Linked DNA regions of Mus musculus: region 2 is linked to region 1. The links are chromatin contacts, called in public Hi-C maps. All regions are on one chromosome and are shown on one strand. The core of a region is the stretch at or near the end of the contact, and the rest is flanking DNA. Distances in the headings are between cores, read along the strand shown. Region 1 has its middle 24 kb from the start of Gm32191. Region 2 overlaps LOC115486428 (a long non-coding RNA gene).

Region 1 (6,127 bases), core at 950-3,449:
CACACACACACACACACACACACACACACACTTGTTGGGGAACTTATTATCTAGCTTGCCCTTTCCCCAGAAAATACAGGCATCCTAAAAAGATCAAAAGCCGGGAAATGGAAAAGGTCTCATCAGGAATCCCAGGAGCTCCAGGCTGGGAGAGGCATCCCCGGCACCCTTCAATTACTGGAGAAGCCTTTCAGGGAGTTGATGGTGGTGTCTGGACAGACACCACTGTCTTCATAAAGTAGTGGTTAGAGGTGTGGGCTTTGAAGTCAGGCTGTCTTGGAGACAGACTATCTGGCTTGGAGTCTGTCCCAGGCTCAGTGTTTGCTGGTTTCTAGAACTAGCATTAGTCTTCTAGGCCTCGGGTTCTTACAGGACTCACCAGGGTACCGTACAAGTTGCCCAGTGTAATGGGCACAAACAGTGCAGCACAGCATGTACCTGACGAGAATAAAGTAACCTGTGTGGGAAACTAGTAGGTGCTGCTCCTGATCTAGAAAGCTGTTTTTTTTTTTTTTACACCCCTACCCCACCCGTGTGTGTATGTGTGTGTGTCTGTCTGTCTGTCTGTCTGTCTGTGTCTCTCTGTATGTGTTCGTGTTCCTGTGTATGAGTGATAGCATGCACACGTCATAGTACATCTGCCACAGTACTTATTTGAAAGTGAGTCTCTTGCTTGTCCAGCACTATTTTATGCTGGGTTAGCAGGCCCATGGACTTCTGGGAAATCTCCTGTCTCTGCCTCACAGCTCACTGTAGGACCACTAGATTACAAATGTGTAGCCGACTACTGGAATACAGACGTGCAGCTCTGTCACTTGGCCTTCTCTGCCTTTTCAAGATCCAACCTGAGCTCCTCACTGTCAGGGGGCAGTTGCTTTACCGATTGAGTCATCTCCCTAGCCCCAGACCCGAGGTGCATTCATTTAGCCACTCAAATAACAGTACTGAAATAAACATCCCAGCTGAGGGTTGATTCCTGCCCCCAGCTCCTAGAATTTTCCCCCCTCATTTAATCCTCACAGCAAGGCCACCACAGTTAATCCCAGCCCAAAGCTCTTGGATGTTAGTCTTGTGCCCGGTGTGTAGTTAGAGGCACTTAAGGCGGGGTTCCAGAGACAGCCTTTGTGAAGTGTGAGTTCCTTCCGTTCAGAGTGCACGGACAGGTAGGCTACACTAGAGACCTGAATGGGTGTTTTCCACCTCCTCCTCCCCCCTCAGCTGTCCGGCAAGGTCAGGGCAAATTATACCTGTGAGTATTCAAGAGTGAGTACCACCTTAAATCAGACACCCTGGCACCTCCCTAACTCATGCTGCGTCAGGTCATGCTGTTGGCTCCAAGACAAGTCACTGCCTTTTCTGCACACATAAGAAAGCAAACAAGCAAAAGATTTAGAGAGAGGGGGGAAAAAAAAAACAAGAGGGCAGGCAGTTAAATTTGGAAAAGAGTTCTAAGTGCCAATTTTTTTTTTTTTTTTTAAGAATTTATCTCTCAGGCATCCTGGGAAAATTTTAGACAGAGCTGAGAACAAAACCATTCAGTATGGGAAGTGTGTCCTGTAGACCTGAGATTCCTAGGCGACTGGAAAATGAGGCCAAGACCACTCCTAGGGTTTGGCTGAGGAGAGAAGGTTTTGTTGTAGGTGTGAGGGAGAGGACAGCCAAAGGCATCTGGAAGGGTCCAGACTGAACTGGGCCACGGTCGGGGATGGGAGGCGAGAGAGGAAAGGAGTGGCAAGCGATCCAAGAGAGGAACCAAGATACTAAGAGGGCATGTAACTAAAATGGCTGAGTTATATAGCGATCAGAGGCTGGGGGAAGGAAAGCCCAATCCGCGGGCTACAGAGGTTTAGGGGAAGGAGAGGGGGAGGGGCGAGAAGTTCAGGGAGAAGCCACAGGCTACTGAGAGGTAGCCAGAGTCAGCTTTGATATGTTAATAGGCACCTCAGGTAGCCAATTGCCCTGGGTTTCTTTGAGACCTAACATTAGGCAAACCCTCCTCTGTGCAAGGGCAGCTGGGACAGTTCCGAGTGAGAAGTCTGTGCAGTGAGGTGTCACACGCAGATAATGTCCTTCCTGCCTTTCCCGGGCACGGAGAGGTGCCCCGGCTCAGTGCATAAGCCCTTCATCTGGACAGAACCTTCTAGACTAACTAGGACCAGGTTTCTTCTAATCGTTGGGCTGGGTCTGGACTTTCAGAGCGTACAATATTGGTTAAGAAGGACACCTAGGGGCCGTCCCGGTTTACTGCAGGCAGGCACTCCTAGCTGCCCTGGATTCGGGATTCTCAATATTGTATGAACAAGGTGCTGTAGGTTACAGGGAGAAGGAAACAAACCTAACGAAAGCCCAGTTTCTAATTTCTAACCCCCAACACTTCTGATTACTCGCTGTGCTCTTGGGGGAGTTGTTTGGGGGGTTAGAAGCATGGAGAAATGTAGGGATTCAATAACATCTAACTCTTAATAACGTGTGCCTCAGTTCTTGGGACAAAGTAAGCCACGTCTTGTTATTGTTTCTAATGGGACTCTGCAAGGAAGAGAGTTAGTAACATTTAACAGCATTAAATTTAAACATCAATAATGTAAGACTTACATTTTTAATAGTCACTGAAGACCACAGTAGAGGTTTATAAAAAGTAAAGTACTTTCTCAGGGGGAAAAAAAAGTCAAACAAGCCAAACTGGCAAGATTTTTTAAACACAGTCTTTTAGAAAATCAAAATTAATTTATACATACACACAAATTCTGCTTTTTGGTTTTTTTTAAATTTTTTAAGTAAAGACAGGCTTGATGTGACTGGTTTTTCCTTTGCTTCAAACAACAAATGGTTTGTCCCTGTCTGGTACTGTGCCAACATATAACAAGAGGGCCCAGTGACATCTTTGTTTGCTTTAGATACAAGAATGAGAGCCCAGGATAAATGCTCAGACACACCAAAGGTCACATAATCAAGTACAGAGGAAATCACCCCCACACAGGAGCATCCTGGTGCAAGTCACCTTTTAAAGGGCATATGAAGAAGGACCACAGCGTTGGGGTGATCACAGGGCCTCGTGCATGCTGGGGCTGGGGCTGCAGCACAGAGACACATGCCAGCTGGGCATGGATCTAACTCTGCGCAGTCATGTGTGTGAAGGGAGAGAGAAGGAGACAGAGACACAGAGAGACAGAAACAGACAGGGAGACAGAGAAAGAAAGACATAGAGACAGAGACAGGAAGGAAGTGGAGGGGGAGGGAAGGGGAGGAGATAGAAGAGGGGGGAATGGGGAGAGGAGGGGAGGGGAGGAAGAGGAGGAGACATAGAGTCTTACATGGCCAAAGCTGGCTTCCAACTTGTGTAGCAGAGAACGACCCTAAACTTGTAATCTTCCTGCCTCTACCTCCTGAGTGCTGGGATTAGAGGTGTGTGCCACCGGGCTTGATTCACTGGTGCTGGGGACAGAACCCAGGGCTTTACACATATTGGGCAGGCATTCCACCACTGAGCTACATCCCCCCACCCTCATACTATTACTTGTTGGCAGAGATTTGGGCTCAGAGCTTTCTACCGTAGGCTGTCATTTTACTGGCCATGTGGTAGAGTTTACTGGTGATGTGTTTAACAAACAGAGACAAAGACCCAGTTAGGTTTGAATTTGAAACAAGCAAAGGGTGAACCTACATGGAGTGCATCCATGTCCCCAGTGTGTCCTCTATTTTATCGCCCTGTCACCCAGGCAACCTGATGGTTTAGTAAATAGAGCTGCAATTTCAAAACGGTCTGGATCTCCCTGGTTAGTTTTGGCAATTCCTCTAGGCTCCACCCAACAGCTACCTAGCAACAGCTTGCGCAGCTGCTTGCTTGGTACTAATAGCCAAACTCTCCCCTCCCCCTCCCCTTCCCCCTTCCCTTCCCCCTCTTCCCCCTCCCTTTCTCGCCCCTCTTCTCTCTCCCCCTTTTCCCTCTCTCCATCTCTCTCTTCCCCACAAGTTCATGGCCATCCTCTTCCTCTCTCCTCCCTCTTTGTCCTTCTTTGTCCCCCTCCTTTCCCAGGTCCCCTTCCCGTTCGCACTTGGCCCGTCACATGGTGGTGATTCCTCTGGGGAACACCTCCGGGCCCAACGAGACTGTCCCTCTCGCCCCTGCCGCATTATATTATGTTTTATAAAACACAACAGTTAAGACTCTCATTTCTGTGCTCTTCAACAGATCAGCAAGTGTAGATGGCTTTTAACAGAGTAACGAGATAGAAAGAGGCGTCAGAAAGTGGCTCAGTGTCTTAGGCTTCAAGGCAGGGGTTGAGTTTCTACTGCCTTCACTACCATAGCTGCTTCGGCACAGGAAATGCTCTGCACAGAGTGTGGTACCTGCCCATCCTGCAAATGCTGTTTCTTATACTGAGAGCTCCAGCTCAGGGCAACATAAATTACTTCCTTGGCACAACAACAACCCCACCTCCAAGGATCAACTTCCATTTACAGTGCAATGTAAATTATTGAGAATGTGTGGACTGGGGGCTTTAAAAGTACCTGTAATCACGTTGCCAACCTGGCTCTGAAATATCAGCCAGTTCCAGCTCCTTGGAGCTTAGTAAATTGAGTATGTGGTGAGCAGTTATTTCTTCTAATAATGTGGCTGCGCGCTGATGCAGACAGAGATGTCTCTAGATTCGCCTCCACGTTAGTGACCTTTGGAGGGTTTGGGGGGCATTCGTTTTTTTAATTATAGAGGAGTATTAGACATTAGACCACTTCAATTCCTAATTCAGATCCTTTCGACCTGGGCAAGTTTCTCAGGGCCCTCCCAAATAAATAAACCCTTCCCTGAGCAGCACTAGCTGTAGCTTTATACAGCTTTATACAGCTGTCAACCTCAGGATTGCTGTGGTGTGTGTGTGTGTGTGTGTGTGTGTGTGTGTGTGAGAGAGAGAGAGAGGGGGGGGGTGGAGGGAGAGAGAAACAGAGAGAGAGAGAAAAACAAGAGAGAGAGAGAGAAACAGAGTCCCATCCCTCACCAGTCTCTTCCTCCATTAGGCTGTGTGCTTTTAGGTTTCAGGGACCCTACTAGATATAGTGATACATGCCTGTAATCCTGCTATTCAAAAGACTAAATACTTCAGTGCAAGGCCTTGTCTTAAAGTGGGGATTTAGGAAGTTCCATGAGTGTAGTATTTGTCAAGCAAGCACAAGAAGACATGAGTTAGAGTCCTAGCACCTAGGTTTAGGTACATGGTTTTAATCTCAGCACTGGGGAGGCAGAGACACCTGAATGGCTAGGGTTTGCCTATTTGGCCAGCCTAGCCCATTTGGTGAGTTTCAGGCTAGTTAGAGACCTTGTCTCAAAAAAAAAAAAAGGAAGAAGAAGAAGAAGAAGAAGAAGAAGAAGAGAAGAAGAAGAAGAAGAAGAAGAAGAAGAAGAAGAAGGAGGGAAGGAAGGAAGGAAGGAAGGAAGGAAGGAAGAAAGAAAGAAAGAAAGAAAGAAAGAAAGAAAGAAAGAAAGAAAGAAAGAAAAAGGGTAGCACCTGGGGAATGATAACCGAGGGTATTTATTCTTATTTTTATGAACACTGGTGCTTTGCCTGCGTGTGTGTCTGTTTGAGAGTGTCAGATCCCCTGGAACTAGAATTACAGACACTTGTGAATTGTCATGTGTGTGCTGGCAATTGAACCCTGGTCCTCTAAAAAAGCAGCCAATGCTCTTAACTGCTAAACCATCTCTCCAGCCTCCCAACCCTCAAATCATGTTTTATTTCAATTCATGTTTCACTTGAACTCTGAAGCCACATCATTACTCAGGAACGTCAAGTATACTTGCCCTGCAAGCAAGAAGACCTGAGTTGGATCTCCAGAACCCATAAGGAGGAAAGAAAGAAAGAAAGAAAGAAAGAAAGAAAGAAAGAAAGAAAGAAAGAAAGAAAGAAAGAAAGAGAGAGAGAGAGAAAGATGGAGTGAGGGAGGGAGGGAGGGAAATAAGAAAGGAAGAAAAGGAAGAAAAGGAAAGAAGAAAGGAAGGAAGGGAAGGAAGGAAGGAAGGAAGGAAGGAAGGAAGGAAGGAAGCAGGGCATGCTAACATGCACGTGTACTCCTAGGAGGCATGAGAACTTCATTGAGACACATATCTGTTAGAAGTTCTGTAAGCAGAGGTGAA
Region 2 (6,127 bases), core at 1,733-4,232, 300 kb before region 1:
ATTAGTCCCCACAAAGATCAATTTTGTTTGCTTTAATATTATTCTGGAAGTAATGTTGTATATACTCACGACATAGTTACAGTTTTGATTCTGTGTCCTATTGGTTTAAAAAGAAGGCAGACAGCCCCAAATTTGCATACTTATTGTCATGTGTTGCTTAATGTTCCAGTCAGTAATCGGCCATAAATGTAACGTGGTCTGTCACATAAGATGACAGTGTCTAGTGATCATATTGGCCTCTTTGGTTATGTAAATAGTCTCTGAGGTTTGCACAGTAAGATCATCTGTATCCTTTTCCTTAAATAACAGGCAACTGGACTTGTAAGCTGTGTGTGCTGTGTGGGTATTGCTGTTCCAGTATACCATAGCTGTGTGTGCATTACTGCTCCAGTATACCATAGCTGTGTGTGCATTACTTCTCCAGTATACCATAGCTGTGTGTGCATTACTGTTCCAGTATACCATAGCTGTGTGTGCATTACTGCTCCAGTATACCATAGCTGTGTGTGCATTACTGTTCCAGTATACCATAGCTGTGTGTGCATTACTGTTCCAGTATACCATAGCTGTGTGTGCATTACTGCTCCAGTATACCATAGCTGTGTGTGCATTACTGTTCCAGTATACCATAGCTGTGTGTGCATTACTGTTCCAGCATAATATAGATGTGTGTGCATTACTGCTCTAGTGTACTATTTCTAGTGAAAGTATTGGGATAATTTGTAAGACCAAAGACTCTTTCTTAGCCTTTTCAGAGGGTTGTTGTGAGAATTAAATGTTTGTATGTAGAGCCCTTAGAATAGTGCCTTACAAGAAGCTAGCAGAAAATGAGAGAAGGGGGGGGAGAGAGGGGGGGAGAGAGAGTATGAAACACCTCCAACAGAAGTTTTAAAAGTCTGAAATCCATTACAGAAATGGGAGTTGGAGGGTTCTCTACTCCCACAATGCCTAGCTCTCACAGGGTGACCACTTCCCACTTTTCAGACCACCAGCTAAGGAGACAAAAGTTGCTGTGAGCAGCTGTCCCCTTTTGTGTCCTGGGGTAAAGTAAGTGCCCTATTCCAAATTTACTGCCCTCATCTGCAAAATGAGATGAGGCTCACAGCACCTTGCCCAACTCTATTTTGGCTGTTTAAGGCTTTTCCCCCATTTAAGCCAACAATGAGATGAATGATTTTTATAGCAGGTTTCTTGAGATAAAATTTATAGATCATAAGATTGACCCATATAAAGTGTATAGTTCAACAATCTTTAGTGTGTTCTAAGCAATGTTAACAGTCATCACCTGATGCTAGAACGTTTTTCTTTTGTTACAAAAGAAACCTGTAACCATCATAGTTGGTCCTATCCCCACCCATGCCAGATCCAGTCAGTCTTCAGTCTGCACTCTGGGTCTCTCCTTTCTGGGTTTGTCAGGTTAGTTGGATCCTACAGTGTGTGGGCCTCTGTATCTGTCCTACTTCATTTACTATTACAAAAAATAAGGGGTTCACCCATTCTGGGCACTCAGAATTTATTGCTGAGCATCCCATATTATAGATCAGCCACTCTATCTATCTATCTATCTATCTATCTATCTATCTATCTATCTATCTATCTATCTATCTATCTATTGCCAAGATCTCTAGCCCAGGCTGGCCTCAAACTCTCTCTATAGCTGAATATTCCCTTGAACTTCTAATCCTCCGGCTTCTACCTCCCCAGGGCTCTGGGACTTGACTACTAATTCCCATTTACAGTGCTGAGGACTGAACCTAGGGCTTCATGAAGGCTAGGGAAACTCTCCACCAACTCAGCTGCATCCCCGCCTCTGACCTCATGCTGCTTATTCCTTAAGTAATGATGGATGTTTGCGTAGCTCCCAAGATAAAGCACCTTTAACGAGTTAATCTTCGCACGCGTCGACTTTAGTTCCTTCAGATGCAATCCCGGGCTTTGAAATAGTAGGCCAAAGATCATGAGCCCAGTTGCTCAGCTCCTGAATACAAAGTGTGCTTCATCTAATCTTTATCACCATTGTCATCTGAAGAGTCACTGCTGCACAGCCAGTGAATTACAAAATGTTGTGTCCCTCCCCATGCCTGGAGATGTTTGCGATAGAAAACTTCTGAATCACCACCTCTCAGGAGTTTGGGATGCCATAAGCTGTGGTGGACAGTAACATGTCTAACAGAAAGAAATAGGATAAGCATGTGTGCAGACCTCTATTTTCAGTAAAGACTTGTAGTTAGGGTTAGTGAAAATGTTCAGAGGATTCTAAGAAGTCAAGAGACTTCTATCTTCGTCTCTCTGTCTGTCTCTCTGTCTCTCTTTTTGTCTGTCTGTCTCTCTGATCATCTCTGACTCTGTCTCTGTCTCTGTCTCTGTCTCTGTCTCTGTCTCTGTCTCTCTCTCTCTCTCTCTCTCTCTCTCTCTCTCTCTGACAGTCTCACTAGCTCTGTCTGGCCTGTAAACAGGACTATGTAGAGCAAGCTAACCTGGAACTCAAAAGAGATTCATCGGCCTCTAACTCCTGAGTGTTGGGATCAGTGTCCTGTGTCAACATGCCCTGTGTCACCTTTTTTGTTTTATTTAAGGCATGTTTCCACTATCAGCCTCCCCAAGCTGGGTTAGTACCCACAAAAATCGCTTCTTATGACAGCGCGATTCTGACCCACAGAGGACACACTAAGTATCATTAGGCTCCCAATCAATGTATCTGCAGATATGTTATGGTTGAACTGGCTTTTTCGCACCTCAGGAAATTTGTAGATGAGGGTAAAGTTCTTTTCCACATGCTGCGGGTTTTTTAATCTGACATAGCTGTGATGCTCTTGTGGGAGCCTCCTGGGTACAGTCTCCTCACACTTTTTCTTTATTACATGAGAGGATCCTGCGGGGAAGGCAGCTGGTGGATGAACACCAAATCCAAGGAGCAGTCCCTGGGAGTCCTGCAGTGTTTACAAATAGCGTGGTCTCTGCAGCAACCAATGAGCCATAGATAAGAGCCGCCTCCTTGACAGCTGGCTCGAATCTTTCCCAAGCCTGAAAAACATTCCCGGGGCCATGGCGACCAGGATGGCCTCTGTGTCTCCTTGCCCCTGACCTCTACTCTTCCTCTACAGGCCTTTCTGGCCTCAGACAAACAGGTCTGACTGACATGCAACCCACAATTGCTCCACCTGGCTCCGGGTGCCCTCAGTACTGATCTTTGCTTCATCTTGGGAACATCAGCATCTTGGGCTTGACCTTCAAGACACATGTGATAGACTGAATCCAGTGTCTTGTTCGTTTGGGTTTTGTGAGGGGGAGAGGGGTGTGTGTGTATGCACCTGTGTAGATAGGGTCCCCCACTAGCTTGGAAAATTACCAACTAGGCCAGCTGAGTCCCAGAGACCTGCTTGTTTGTACTGCCCCAGCATAAGAATTACAAGTATGAACTCCCACATCTGTCTTTTTTTTTTTTTTTTTTTTTTTTAATGTGGGTCCCAGGGCTCAAACTCAGGTCCCGATACTTACAAAACAAGTACTTTCCCAACAGCTGTCCCCTGGCCCTAGGACATCTAGTTTTAACTCTTGAACCTCATCATAGATGCTATCAGGCCCATTTTAACGATGAGAAAGTTGAGACACAGTTGAGTGACAGATGAGTAAATACACTTCTAATCAAGATACTTAAAATGCACTCTTTTCTAAGAGTAAAAGAAGGTGATTTTGCTGCTGTACACTGGTGTCTGAGCTGGGAAGAGTGTGCGCTGTAGTGACCACACCCTATAAGACAAATGCTGCAGGTCGTCCCCTTGCTTTGCAAGGTAGCATCAAAGCAAACATCCCGCAGCAGAAGAAAGGTCACTGATTGGGACACTTGAGAAACTTTGGTTACATTTACTGACAATGGATCCCTTGTTGTCCATCCTCTGGGAGACTCCAGTATAGACATCAGCCTTGTAAAGACACTGAGAACAGAAAAGCATAAGTGCTGTGTATGCATGTGCGTGTGCGTGCGTGCGTGTGTGTGTGTGTGTGTGTGCGCGTGCGTGCGTGCGTGTGTGTGTGTGTGTGTGAGAGAGAGAGAGAGAGAGAGAGAGAGAGAGAGAGAGAGAGAGAAAGAGAAAGAGAGAGAGATTGTTTAGCATGTTAAAGGTCTATTTTTTAATATCCACAGACAAAATGAATTACATACTAGCCATGATTTTGGCTTAATTTTTTAGAAGATGAGTGAGGTACATACATATACAATGAGCTATCTGTTTACTTAGTAGAAAATTTACCTCCCTTTAGCCTCTGCCACTGAGATTCTCTCTCAGGAAGTGAGTATGGATTTTAAGTTCTCAGATAATGTATGTGTGTGTGGTAGTCTATGCATATGTGTATGTGTAAGTATATGTGTGTCTTTCAGTTCTGTAGAACACTCATATTGTGTTCTTATTTTTGCAAATAGATATTAAAAGTCATGCTGTATCACGTCCTGATGGGCATTTAGAGTCTTCCTAACTTTTCACTCCTACACACAGAGCTGCAGTTGGAGGGGCCTTTATACGTTTGTCTTAGTTACCCTGGTGTGTCCTCTATCAGCCCTTACTTGAAAGTATGAGTAAGGGCTAGGGCTTAGTAGAAGGGTCCCTACCTTAAATGCACAAGGCCCTGGGTACCCACCCCAGTACTAAGCAAAACACAAAGCCAAAACAGAGGTATACGGATATGATAATGGCTCTGCAAAGCCAGGAACAGCCCATGTTTACAGTCTGCTCATGACTATTTTAATCCAGGAGAGAGAAGAAATCTGGGGAGTCATAGACCAGACCCAAGTTCTGGGAAACAACCAAAGATTACTTAGAACAGTGAGAAAAAGGAGTCTATAATATATGGTCCTTTTTTTTTTTAAAGCCCCGAGTCTTGAAGGGAATACAGATCTTCATGAATGACTGTGTTCCTCCACTTACTACACTGAAACAGAAAGTATGGAGTCCTGGGAAGCCAACTTCTCACATAAATATCCTTTCTCCTACTTGAACACTTGAAGCAAGCTGCTCTGTTCAGCCAGGGTCAGAAGCCATGGTCTTGCTTCCTTATCCTCTTGGACTGCATTTAATTTCTGCCAAATAATGTTTAGCTGTCAGGCTTCAAGAGTCACTCCTGAACAAGCTGTCTTGAACATAGTTCTTCTACTTTGTGTACTGGCTATAAACAAAAAGTATGAGTCACTTTTTATGTGTCTTCGGAATATTTATATAGTTCCTTGAGGATATAATGATGTGTTTTGGATATATTCATACTCCCCAACTCCTCTCAAATCCACCCCACTTCCCTATCCACCCAACCTTAGGCCACACTCCTTAAACCCATGTGGGCCTATCTCTGCCATTCAAATGTTCTCCAATTCACCGCCTTCCTCTGGAACATGGTCCACTTGCCAGTGGCTATGCTCTTAAAATTGGCTCTCTCTCTCTCTCTCTCTCTCTCTCTCTCTCTCTCTCTCTTTCCCAGCAACTGTCAATCACCAATAGCTCCTCTGCTGGAGGCGGGACTTCATGCCTACCTCCACTCTCCATGCAGGGACTTCTTCTGGCTTGGCTGTCAGGTTTATTTCACAAATGCTTAAATCCACGTGTGAAGTGGTTGTCCCACTATCCCTGAAGACGTAAAAGTTCAAAGGTAGATTGAAGCTCTGAGTAAAACTGTAACCATCTGATCCCTTAAATTTTTCTACTAGTTCTTTGAGAGTTTTGTACAATGCTATTTGATCATATTCGCCCCTCACCCTCCCAACTCATCTATGATAACCCCCAGTTCCCTGCCTTACTTGGGTAGCCTGTGTCCTTTAAGAATATATCATTACCAGTTTGTGCTATCCAAATATTCTTGGTGGTGTAGTCTTCCACTTGAGTGTGGTCCACTTACCGGGGACTGCATGCACGCTTAGAGAAAACTGTCTTTCCTCCCAGCAGCTAACGATTGCCATTAGCTCTATGTCCAGGAGTGAGCTTTGTACCCACCTCCCCTCTCTGTGCTGGGATTTGACCTGAGCTTGCACTGATCCTGCCCTTGTAGTCACAGTCACGTGCAGTCATGTGTGTACTAGCCCTGTTGTATCTGGAACACACTCTCTTCTCATAGTCATCAGATGCCTCTGGCTCTTAAACTCTTT

Evidence for each region. Hi-C and Micro-C count contacts between places; a contact is called where the count stands out from the background.
Region 2: a contact with region 1 is called in a Hi-C map of uterus. The contact joins two enhancer-like sites. A contact is called at or near these places in 3 of 39 promoter capture datasets (the C10 cell line, cranial neural crest and hippocampal neurons), 1 of 484 Hi-C or Micro-C datasets (uterus) and 1 of 115 datasets of contacts at active chromatin or transcription factors (embryonic stem cells).

Annotation. Positions count from the first base shown.
Region 1 is chr6:97,274,198-97,280,324 of GRCm38.p6, reverse strand. No RefSeq gene overlaps it. Among named protein-coding and RNA genes, the nearest start is that of Gm32191, 24 kb to the right of the region's middle. Within about 2 kb of position 2,199, at least 246 of the 459 cell types and tissues checked have an H3K27ac peak or open chromatin away from gene starts, as enhancers often do. A contact at or near this core is called in uterus, where this site is marked.
Region 2 is chr6:97,579,801-97,585,927 of GRCm38.p6, reverse strand. LOC115486428 (a long non-coding RNA gene) reads right to left here. Exons shown (of 2, transcript XR_001785333.2): 1 at 5,519-6,127. It also overlaps a transcript of Frmd4b not described here. Among named protein-coding and RNA genes, the nearest start is that of Gm23510, 11 kb to the right of the region's middle. Within about 2 kb of position 2,982, at least 19 of the 459 cell types and tissues checked have an H3K27ac peak or open chromatin away from gene starts, as enhancers often do. A contact at or near this core is called in uterus, where this site is marked.